Linked DNA regions of Zea mays: regions 2 and 3 are each linked to region 1. Evidence: chromatin contacts called from public Hi-C and HiChIP or PLAC-seq data. All regions are on one chromosome and are shown on one strand. Each heading gives the region's core, a stretch centred on a gene start, on an enhancer-like site or on the middle of the called end of the contact. The rest is flanking DNA. Distances are from core to core; before and after follow the strand shown.

Evidence for each region. A called contact is a pair of places that touch in the nucleus more often than the background predicts. HiChIP or PLAC-seq counts read pairs in DNA pulled down with a chosen protein or histone mark.
Region 2: a contact with region 1 is called in a Hi-C map of bundle sheath, with 1.8 times the contacts expected there. The contact joins the promoter of LOC103640938 here to the promoter of LOC100216739 in region 1. A contact is called at or near these places in 2 of 25 Hi-C or Micro-C datasets (bundle sheath and endosperm).
Region 3: a contact with region 1 is called in an H3K4me3 HiChIP or PLAC-seq map of leaf, with 3 times the contacts expected there. The contact joins the promoter of LOC100284110 here to the promoter of LOC100216739 in region 1. A contact is called at or near these places in 5 of 25 Hi-C or Micro-C datasets (ear, leaf and tassel) and 1 of 3 datasets of contacts at active chromatin or transcription factors (leaf).

Annotation. Positions count from the first base shown.
Region 1 is chr10:22,553,459-22,556,611 of Zm-B73-REFERENCE-NAM-5.0, forward strand. It overlaps LOC100216739 (Putative cellulose synthase-like family protein), which reads left to right and starts at 1,637. Exons shown (of 3, transcript NM_001359489.1): 1 at 1,637-2,902; 2 at 3,001-3,153. The coding sequence starts at 1,884.
Region 2 is chr10:22,371,668-22,374,820 of Zm-B73-REFERENCE-NAM-5.0, forward strand. It overlaps LOC103640938 (pre-mRNA-splicing factor CWC22 homolog), which reads left to right and starts at 1,506. Exons shown (of 8, transcript XM_020545568.2): 1 at 1,506-2,683. The coding sequence starts at 1,673.
Region 3 is chr10:22,424,717-22,427,869 of Zm-B73-REFERENCE-NAM-5.0, forward strand. It overlaps LOC100284110 (fiber protein Fb2), which reads right to left and starts at 1,571. Exons shown (of 5, transcript NM_001157007.2): 1 at 1,287-1,571; 2 at 998-1,182. The coding sequence starts at 1,350.

The sequences.
Region 1 (3,153 bases), core at 387-2,886:
TCCCTATTTGATGTGTCGGATCGGGTTTATTGGTGTTGGGTCGGGGGTTTTCGGGTTAGGTCGGGTTTTAGATAAAAAATCATGGCCTGTATTTGGCCCGTGAATTAGGGCTCATTTGATTGGTGCCTAGCCTAGGGATGCTAGTCAGGTAGTGGCGAAGCTAAAGTAAATTTGAAGAGGGCACAATTGTCTCTGTGGGTGCATAAAGATTTGTTAGATGGGTGCATATATGGTGAAATTTTATCAAAATCTATAGATTTTACATTTTGGGGGTTCATTTGCATCCATTCAGTGTAATGTAGCTTCACCCATGCAGACAGGTCCATCCAGCCCCTAGACGTTCAAAATCGACGTGGGGAGCTATCTGACCACACATTTACCTAGAGATGGCAACGGGTAAAAACCCGCTGGGTATTACTTGCCCAAACTCATACCCGCGAAGAAAAAAATATGCCTGTTAAAAAGCCCATACCCATGACGGGTATAAAATTTTACCCAAACCCATACACATGCGAGTTTCGGGTACCCAACGGGGTTCCCATACCCACTAACATCAACATAAAAAATAATTTATCATGTAAATAACAATCAATACATTAATAAGCTAGGATAAAAGGAACAAGTGATAACTAATTTTAGCTTAAAATTTGTTACATGAAGTTTATTTCAATTAGAACATATTCAATTAATAATATTATGAGACATATTTATAAGGAATGATGATTTTAAGGCGGGTTTTAAAAACCCATGGGTTTGCGGGTATGGGTAGTGGAAGAATAAACCCATGCCCACGTACCCGTTGGGTTTCCATTTGAACCCATTAACAAACTCATTGATATAGAAATTGACTCAAACTCATACCCTAATAGAGCAAAAACCCACCGGGTTTCGGGTAGCGGGTACTCATTGCCATCTCTACATTTACCTGGGTGCCAACCAAACAAGCCTTATTGTGGGTCGAAAATTACGACAAGTATCCGACTGTTATATTAGTTGGGTCGGGTCAGACCATGTTCTTTTTTATGGTCGAGTCGGATGACCCATAATCAGATCTACGTGTAGAGCTCTACTAAGCTAGCCTTAATCTCATAGGGCCCACATGATGGTAAGTTAACAGGTTAACTCCGGTAATTTTTTTCACAGCCAATGGTACGAAATACGAGTACGAGGTGATTAATTCTACAATTAATCGCGATTCACCACGGAGTGAGACAAGACAAACAATTTCATTCCATCACGGATTCACGAGCATCACGCACCAGCCGCCGAAGCAAAGCCCCTATCATACGGCCCACCCGTCAGTAACATGTGGTCCCCGTCCCCGCGCGCGCCTCTGTACTCCCCCGCGTGGGCCCCAATAGCTTCCTCCCCTCTCTCCGCAAACGGCTACCAGCCTTGCCGCCCGCTCGGCCCAACCAAACGTGCACCGTCCGATTCCCCACCAGACGGCCGGATCCGCCCCGCGCCCCCGACCGTTGCGCGGCCACGTCAGCGCAAGTGACTCGACCGTTGGGGCGGCCGGCAACTCTGCTCGCCATTTCAAAAAGCGAAGGCGAAGCGTCCGACGGAATAAATACAGGCGCTGCCACGCCCTGCGCCCCACCAGATCCTCTTCCTCCTCGGTTTGCGAGCTCATCGATTGCTCACTCATCACTCTATGCTCACGAGCTCCAGCCTTCAGAGCGCTATAATTCCGGCCCGATCCTTTGTTGGAAACCTTCTCCGAGCTTTCCACGGTTCATGGGAGCGCGAGTGGTGGGTGCAGCAAGCTCCAGCCTTTTCTGGTGGGTCTGAGCTGAGCTGAGCTTTGAGAGATCCATCGAGCTGGTCTGGATCGCTAGTTTCGCTGGTTGGCCGTGGAGTTGATTTGATTTCTGGGAGCGATGTCGCGCCGGCTGTCGCTGCCGGCGGGGTCGCAAGTCACGGTGACTGTGTCGCCGACGAGGGGCAAGGCTGAGAGCCCCGGGGACGGGGTGATCAAGAGGAGCGGCGGCAGGATCGGGCTCACCAGCCCTGCGCCGAGGCACTCGCTCGGTGGGGCGGGGTCCTCCACCATCCCCACTGTGCAGCTCTCGCCCGTGCGCCGGAGCGGTGGCAGCCGGTACGCGTCGCTGGACGGCGGTGCAGGCGCGGATGACAGCGCCGAGTTCGTGCACTACACCGTGCACATCCCGCCCACACCCGAGCGGACGGTGGCGGCGTCCGCTGACTCCGTCGATGCGCCAGCGCCGACGGCGTACGACGAGGACGGCGGCGCGGCGGGGGTGCGGGCGCAGAGGAGCTACATCTCCGGTACCATCTTCACGGGCGGACTCAACCAGGCCACGCGCGGCCACGTTCTCAACACCTCCGCCAACAGCGCCGCGGTCGCGGCCTCCGCCAACATGTCGTGCAAGATGCGCGGCTGCGACATGCCGGCGTTCCTGTCCTCTGGCGCCGGCGGCGGGCCGTGCGATTGCGGCTTCATGATCTGCCGCGAGTGCTACGCGGACTGCGTCGCGGCCGCGGGGAACTGCCCCGGGTGCAAGGAGCCCTACTCTGCGGGGAGCGACACCGACGACGATGGCGAGGACGATGAGGCCGTCTCCTCGTCCGAGGAGCGGGACCAGCTGCCGCTCACGTCAATGGCGAAGCGCTTCTCCCTCATACACTCCATGAAGATGCCCAGCAACAACGGTGGCGGCGGAGGAAAGCCGGCCGAGTTCGACCACGCGCGCTGGCTCTTCGAGACCAAGGGCACCTATGGCTACGGCAACGCGCTCTGGCCCAAGGACGGACACGGCGGCGGTGGCGGTGGCGGCGGCTTCTCTGGATTCGAGGAGCCGCCCAACTTCGGCTCCCGCTGCCGCCGGCCGCTCACCAGGAAGACCAGCATATCTCAGGCCATCCTCAGTCCTTACAGGTAGCAAATTAATGGCAAGAGATTTATTAGAAAAATCCCTCTGAAAACAATAGATTTCTGTGCGGTTATGGTAGATTTAACTCTGCTCTCCGGTACAGGCTGCTGATCGCAATCCGTCTCGTAGCGCTGGGGTTCTTCCTGACATGGCGTATTCGGCACCCGAACCCAGAGGCGGTGTGGTTGTGGGCGCTTTCGGTGACGTGCGAGGTCTGGTTCGCCTTCTCCTGGCTTCTCGACAGCCTCCCCAAGCT
Region 2 (3,153 bases), core at 256-2,755, 180 kb before region 1:
AGTGATAGATAAGACGACGATCATGTCTGGCGCCACAACATGATTACGTTTACACTACAGTGTGCGCACGCCGCCTGCCACCCTCCGATGGGACGCCTAATACGACAAGTCGAGTAGACTGGCCTTCGGGCGCAATCTCTCTGCCTCACCCGAAGCAGGATTCAGCCCGCGGGCGCGATCTCTCTGCCTCGTCCGACCTCGGCTCTAGCCTTCGGGTGATTTCTCCGCCTCGACCAACATCAAGTTTGGTCCTCGGGCAAATTCTCCACCTCGCCCGAGCTCGGCCTTGGCCACCTACTACGCCGTGAATCCTGCAGACGGCCACTCCGCCCGACTGTGGTGCACGTCAAGGGACGGCTCGACTAACGCCTCGGGAAGACTTCCGCCTCAACTAACCAGGGGCTCTGATCTCGATAAGCGCAACAGGGAATCTCGACGTCATCCCGTGTCAGGACGCTGACACACCCCGTAAGCAGCCTTTGGCCCATACCCCGGCGCTGTTACAACAACTACGGCATGGGCAACCTCTCCCTCGGGGGCTCGGGCGTACGGACAACCCCTCGGTCTCTGCCTCGGCTCTCTACGGGAAATCAGCAGGCGCGAGTCAGCAGCACAGTGCGTCATCACGTCGGCTTACAGGGCGCCAAGACGTCTCTCCTTCGGATACAACACCAGCTTCACTGTAGACGCTCCCCTTCGTGTATAAATAGGGCAGTGATCCCCCAAGAGGACGATCCATCCACGGGACACGCAGACGAACGCTCACTCCCCCACTTTGTCTTAGATATTAGTATTTGACTCAATCATCTCTATGGACTCGGGACTTCCTCTCTCCCGCCGTGCTTGTAAACCCCCTACTACAAGCACCACAGTGCGAGTAATATAAGCCTCATCCTCCTCTGCTGGAATAGGGCATTGTATTGCCCGAACCAGGATAACTGCTTGTGTCTTCTCGCTCACCATCTAGAGTCGGCTACGCGACACATTTACTAGTTGGTTAAGGACCCGTGGTCCAAACACCGACAAGTTTATTTCGAGAAGCAGCTAAACTGATAAACTGTTGTGTAAGCTACCTGTTTAGCAAAACTTCTGCTTATGGGGTGTTTGAATGCACTAGATCTAATAGTTAGCTGCTAAAATTAACTGAAGACAATGAAACAATCTAGGTATTACTTTAGCTATTAGCTATTTTAGCAAATTATCTAATAGTTAACTAGCTAGCTAATTTAACTAGCAATATTTTAACTAACTAACTATTAGTTGTAGTGCATTTAAATACCTCGTAAATCTATTAAAAACTGAAAATAAGTTGTACCAAATAGGGTTCAGAACTTACTCTAGTGAGCTTTCGATTTTTAACTTCTTGAAGCTTTTTATTTTTAAATGGTTTGAGCTTTCGATTTTTAACTTCTTGAAGCTTTTTATTTTTAAATGGTTCCAAAGCTAAATTATAAAATTTCAAAAAAGCTGAAAGCTTAGATCTGACCCTTACTACTTACTAGGCTACACGGGACCGATCGAATCGATCTCTTGTCGGCTACACAGAACCGATCGAACCGATTTCTATTTTCTTCGTATCCAATTTCCATCCTTTCCCCTCTCGCGGGCTCGCGGCCACGACCCCGCTTCCCTAGAATTATTACCACAAACCACAAAACCCTCGGTCCCGGCTATGGCTAACTCCGTCTCCCCGCCGCGCCGCCGCCGCCACAGCCACCACGATGACGTCTCCCCGCGCCGCCGCAAGCGCCGCGCGTCCCCGTATCCACCTCGCTCGCCTTCCCTCGGCGTCGACGCGGACCGCCGTCGCAGATCTAGGGCTTCGCCGCCCGATTCCGACAGCCGCGGCCGCGGCCGAGACGCCAAGCCCTCTGAGGAGAAGGAGAACGGCCACGCCAAGCCCGGAAGGGATGAAGACGGCGACAACCGATCTCCCCGGCGCGACAGGGTTTCAGACGGGGAGGAAGGTGGCGAACGCCGGAGGATGCGCGATAGGGTTTCCGACGATGAGAAGGAGGAAGGACGTCGTCGCAGGCGGGCTAGGGATCCGGATGATGAGCCGGACGACCGCCGTGGCAAGCGAGACCGGGAGAAAGACAGACGGCGCCACCGGCGCCGGAGCCCTAGCTCGGAGTCAGGGTCCTCGCCCGACGGCCGTCGCCATCGCCGCCGGCGCCGAGACGAGGGTTCGAGGCGGCGGGACGACCGTAGGCGAAGGGAGGACGAGGGAGACGAGCGCCGTAGAAGCCCTGTGAAGGAGCTGACCCCGCCACTGCCTCCCCCACCGCCGCTCCTTCCGGAGATGATCCCTGGGCGCACGGGTGGGATCTACATCCCGCCTTTCCGCATGGCGCAGATGATGCGTGATATGGAGGACAAGTCGAGCCCTGAGTATCAGCGCCTCACCTGGGATGCTCTCAAGAAGAGCATCAATGGGCTGGTGAATAAGGTGAATGCGACCAATATCAAGAATATAGTGCCAGAGCTCTTTGCAGAGAACCTTGTTCGTGGGCGGGGGCTCTTCTGTCAGTCTTGCATCAAGTCACAGATGGCCTCGCCTGGGTTTACTGATGTATTTGCTGCGCTAGTTGCGGTTGTGAATACCAAGTTCCCTGAGATTGGGAAGTTGCTTCTTGTTCGTGTCGTGCTCCAGCTCAAGAGGGCATATAAGCGAAATGACAAGGTGAGCTTGTCTTCATTTTCCTCAGCTCAAGAAGTGTTTTAGTACTTTGTTACTTTTTTATTTAAGAATGACTCATTTAGAATCTACAAACGCCGGGTCTAGTTGCATTCCAAGGTGTTTTCATATAATTAGTTTCACTTATTGTATGGTTGCTTATCTAATCCTTATCAAGATCTTTGCAATTTTTTAAACCATTTACAAAATGGGCTATCCTATTTATGTTAGTCTGGAAAAAATGGCTACTTAAGTCTGCAGCTGAAGGAGAACTATTGGTGCATACACCAATAGATCTGCTGTTCTGCAATTACAAAGGTTTGTAGTTGGCTCATGAAATTCTTTGCACAACACTTCACATTGCTTTCCATTTGTATTTGAACTCATGAACTGGATTAATGCAGGTTTTGGAAGTTACATAGGATATACCTTCTACTTGGATTATGGATTAAAGTCAAATAAAAGAACTAGCAAAA
Region 3 (3,153 bases), core at 321-2,820, 130 kb before region 1:
ATGTAATGTTAGCCCAACCACACAAACACTAAATCATGGAAGCAAGCAATGTCTAATATATACATCCAAGGGCGTTGTTAAAAACTATATTCTAACAACATTTTCAGGGTACAGTAAAACTATGGGAGAAAATCTTCCATAAACAGGTGAAGCAAACTAGCATCGTGCGCTGAAGCAGAACCACCTAAGGTTCCTAACAAAAATCCCTTCTTTGCAACTGAAACCAACTTAGGAAACACATCATGCATATGAGCACGAAAACCTTAGACACCTAAAAAAGATCCAATCTTTGAATCTGGTATATTGTCTTAGCAGCAAAATAAGAAGCACAAACACTCTTCTATATACACAGAAGCACCTTGAAAACCAAAAGCACATCTATGCAACAGAATCCATGACCTATGACTAAAATTAGGCTCAAATGGAGACAAGAGAACTAGAAAAACACAACATTTGCAGCTAAAATCTCAATCTTAACAACTAAAAGGAGCCTCCAAACAATGTTTGGTACATAAGCATAAGCACCTTGTTCACTGGAAATAAAAGCAGCATAGCAAGCTTAGTACAAAAGCAAGCGTAACTTGCACAGCCCAGAATTCCATCCCACCATCTACTAAAATTTTAGACCTAGAACTAAAATGAGCTGATACATACAATGTTGTACACTTGTACTAGCAGAGGCGTCTTACACAGCTCAAAATCCCTATCTTTACAACTACCAATCCAACATAGATAAAAGCAGCTCACTCACACGCTATATGCAAAGAGCAGGACCCTCGACGTCCGAAAGATGACAACTATACGTGTAAGATCTAATATTGACAGCTAAATCAGGTCAAAAACGCAGGCATACTCCATATACTAATACAGAAATAAAAATCCAACATGTTCTGCGGCACTTCGTGGGATGAATAACCTAACGTCTACAGCTAGAAGAGCTCATAGTAGAAAAGACTAGAAATTTGCATCTTCCCATAAAAGAATGAGATGAAATTACCCCGGCATTGACCTCAGCACGGTGCTCGTCGTCCATATGGCACCACAGCCCCACCGCGTCCAGCTCCTCGCTGCAGAACGGGCAGAGCAGCTCGTCTCCAGCCCCGGCACCCGCCGCTCGCTCTTCTTCCTCCTCATCCTCTTCCTCGTCACTAGGCTCCACCTCGTCGAGCCCGATCAGCGCATCTGCGGCAGCACAAAACCCAGTCAAAACCTCCACCAGAAATCCTCGAAACTCCGCACATGACCCGCAAAATACTTGGAAAGGGGGAATCGGGTATCTGACTCACCGAAACGCGTGCCACGGTAGTGACTGGTTTCGGCGGTGAGGCGCTCGTACACTTCCATATCCATGGCGGTGGCGGCGCTGGTGCCGGAGCAGGGGGTCGGGCTCTTGGCCGAGCTGAGGGAGGCCCGCCCAAGCTTGCGTGGGCGAGCGGGGGGCGGCGGCGGCGGTAATCGTAGGGTTGAGCCGCTTAGGTTAGGGTTTTGCGGCGGATGCGGAAGAGAGATTTGTAGAGAAGAGAAGAGAGAGGGGGAAGACACCGACAAAGGGGAGGGACGAGAGAAGCGTGGGTGGCTGGGAGGCTAGAACTAACCACAGTGTGTTCGATGCAAAAAAATAAAATGCATGCCGTCAACACCGGTTCTCAAAGTCCTGCCGCACAACGCTAGGCATCGAGGACGTGCATGAGCCTGTGGGCCAAACCTGTCAGAGAACCATCGATGTGGTGTGATAATGAACTAACAGTTGTCTTTTGTAATACAGTACTGAGATGTTTTTAAAATGAGTCGCATCATAAATATAATCAAGAAATAATATATATGTAAAATATGGAGAGTCGCGTAGATATGTGTTTTTAATCAATCACTTCATAAATATAGTTAACACACAATATATATAGAGAGTCGTGTAGAATGGACTAGCTCTTGTATTTTTTTTTCCATTTAATCCCTCAGAGACTAAGGATGTTCCTAAAACGTCCAACCTATATGACAACTCTAATATTTTAACATAGATAAACATAGAATTTGAAGCTAATTTTTATTTATGTTATTAAGAATATTGTGAAGTATAAAAATAAAATTTTGTGTAGTTTTTTGTGTGCATTATTTTCTCCCTACAAAAAAATGTGAAAAAAATGAATTTGTATTTGTATACGAATCTTATATCAATTATTTTTATAAAATATAGAACAAATTTGAGGTTTACTTTTTATGAATATTATACAGGCCTCGGGCATCCCAACTGGTCACCTCATTCAGTCGGATACCCCATTCTTCGGCATCGTACCGACTGAAGGGGTATCCCCTAGGGCACCTCTTCATGTCGGTTTCAGTCGCCATGGTTTCAATCAGGCGAATCTCAGTCGGCCCCGTTTGTTACAGTAAACCAGAATCTTCTAAAGGCATATTATGAGGACCTTTGAGTTGATTGATGTTCAAATCAATTCAAACCTCGAGGGCTACACCCAATGGGTACAAAGATAAGACAAAGCTAAACTCAAAGGCAGATTGTGGAGACCTTTGAGTTGATTGATGCTCAAATCAATTCAGAGCTCAAGGACTACACCCATTGGGTGCATACAAAGATGAGACAAAGTTAAACTCAAAAGCATATTGTGAAGACCTTTGAGTTGATTGATGCTCAAATTAATTCAAACCTCGGGGGCTACATCCATTGGGTGCACCTACGGTGCACCTAATGGACACAAAGACGAGACAAAGCTAAACTCAAAACACAAATTGTGAAGACCTTTGAGTTGATTGATGCTCAAATCAATTCAAAGCTCGGGAGCTAGGCCAATACAGAGATGGAGCAAAGCTGCCTTCAAAAGCTTAGAAAAGTCAAAGGGTACCATTCTTCCTTATAGTGTCGAGCCAATTACTCTAAAAGTTGGCTTGAGCCTCAGGGGTTGTGGGGGTAGATATCCTTCGGGTCTTCATGAACATAGAAACGTATCATGGGCTGCCTGATGGGCTCCCCAATGGTTTGCTTTGCGGATAGACCATCAGACCGCAATCAGGTTGGGCAAACTTGATCCAAGGAGACGAAGACTGAGCGTTCGAGTTATGCTCTGGCCAAAGCACTGATATCTCGGGTAAGGAAGTTGCACATACCCAAAGAGTTATACATTCAGTGTTAACTCGGCTGAG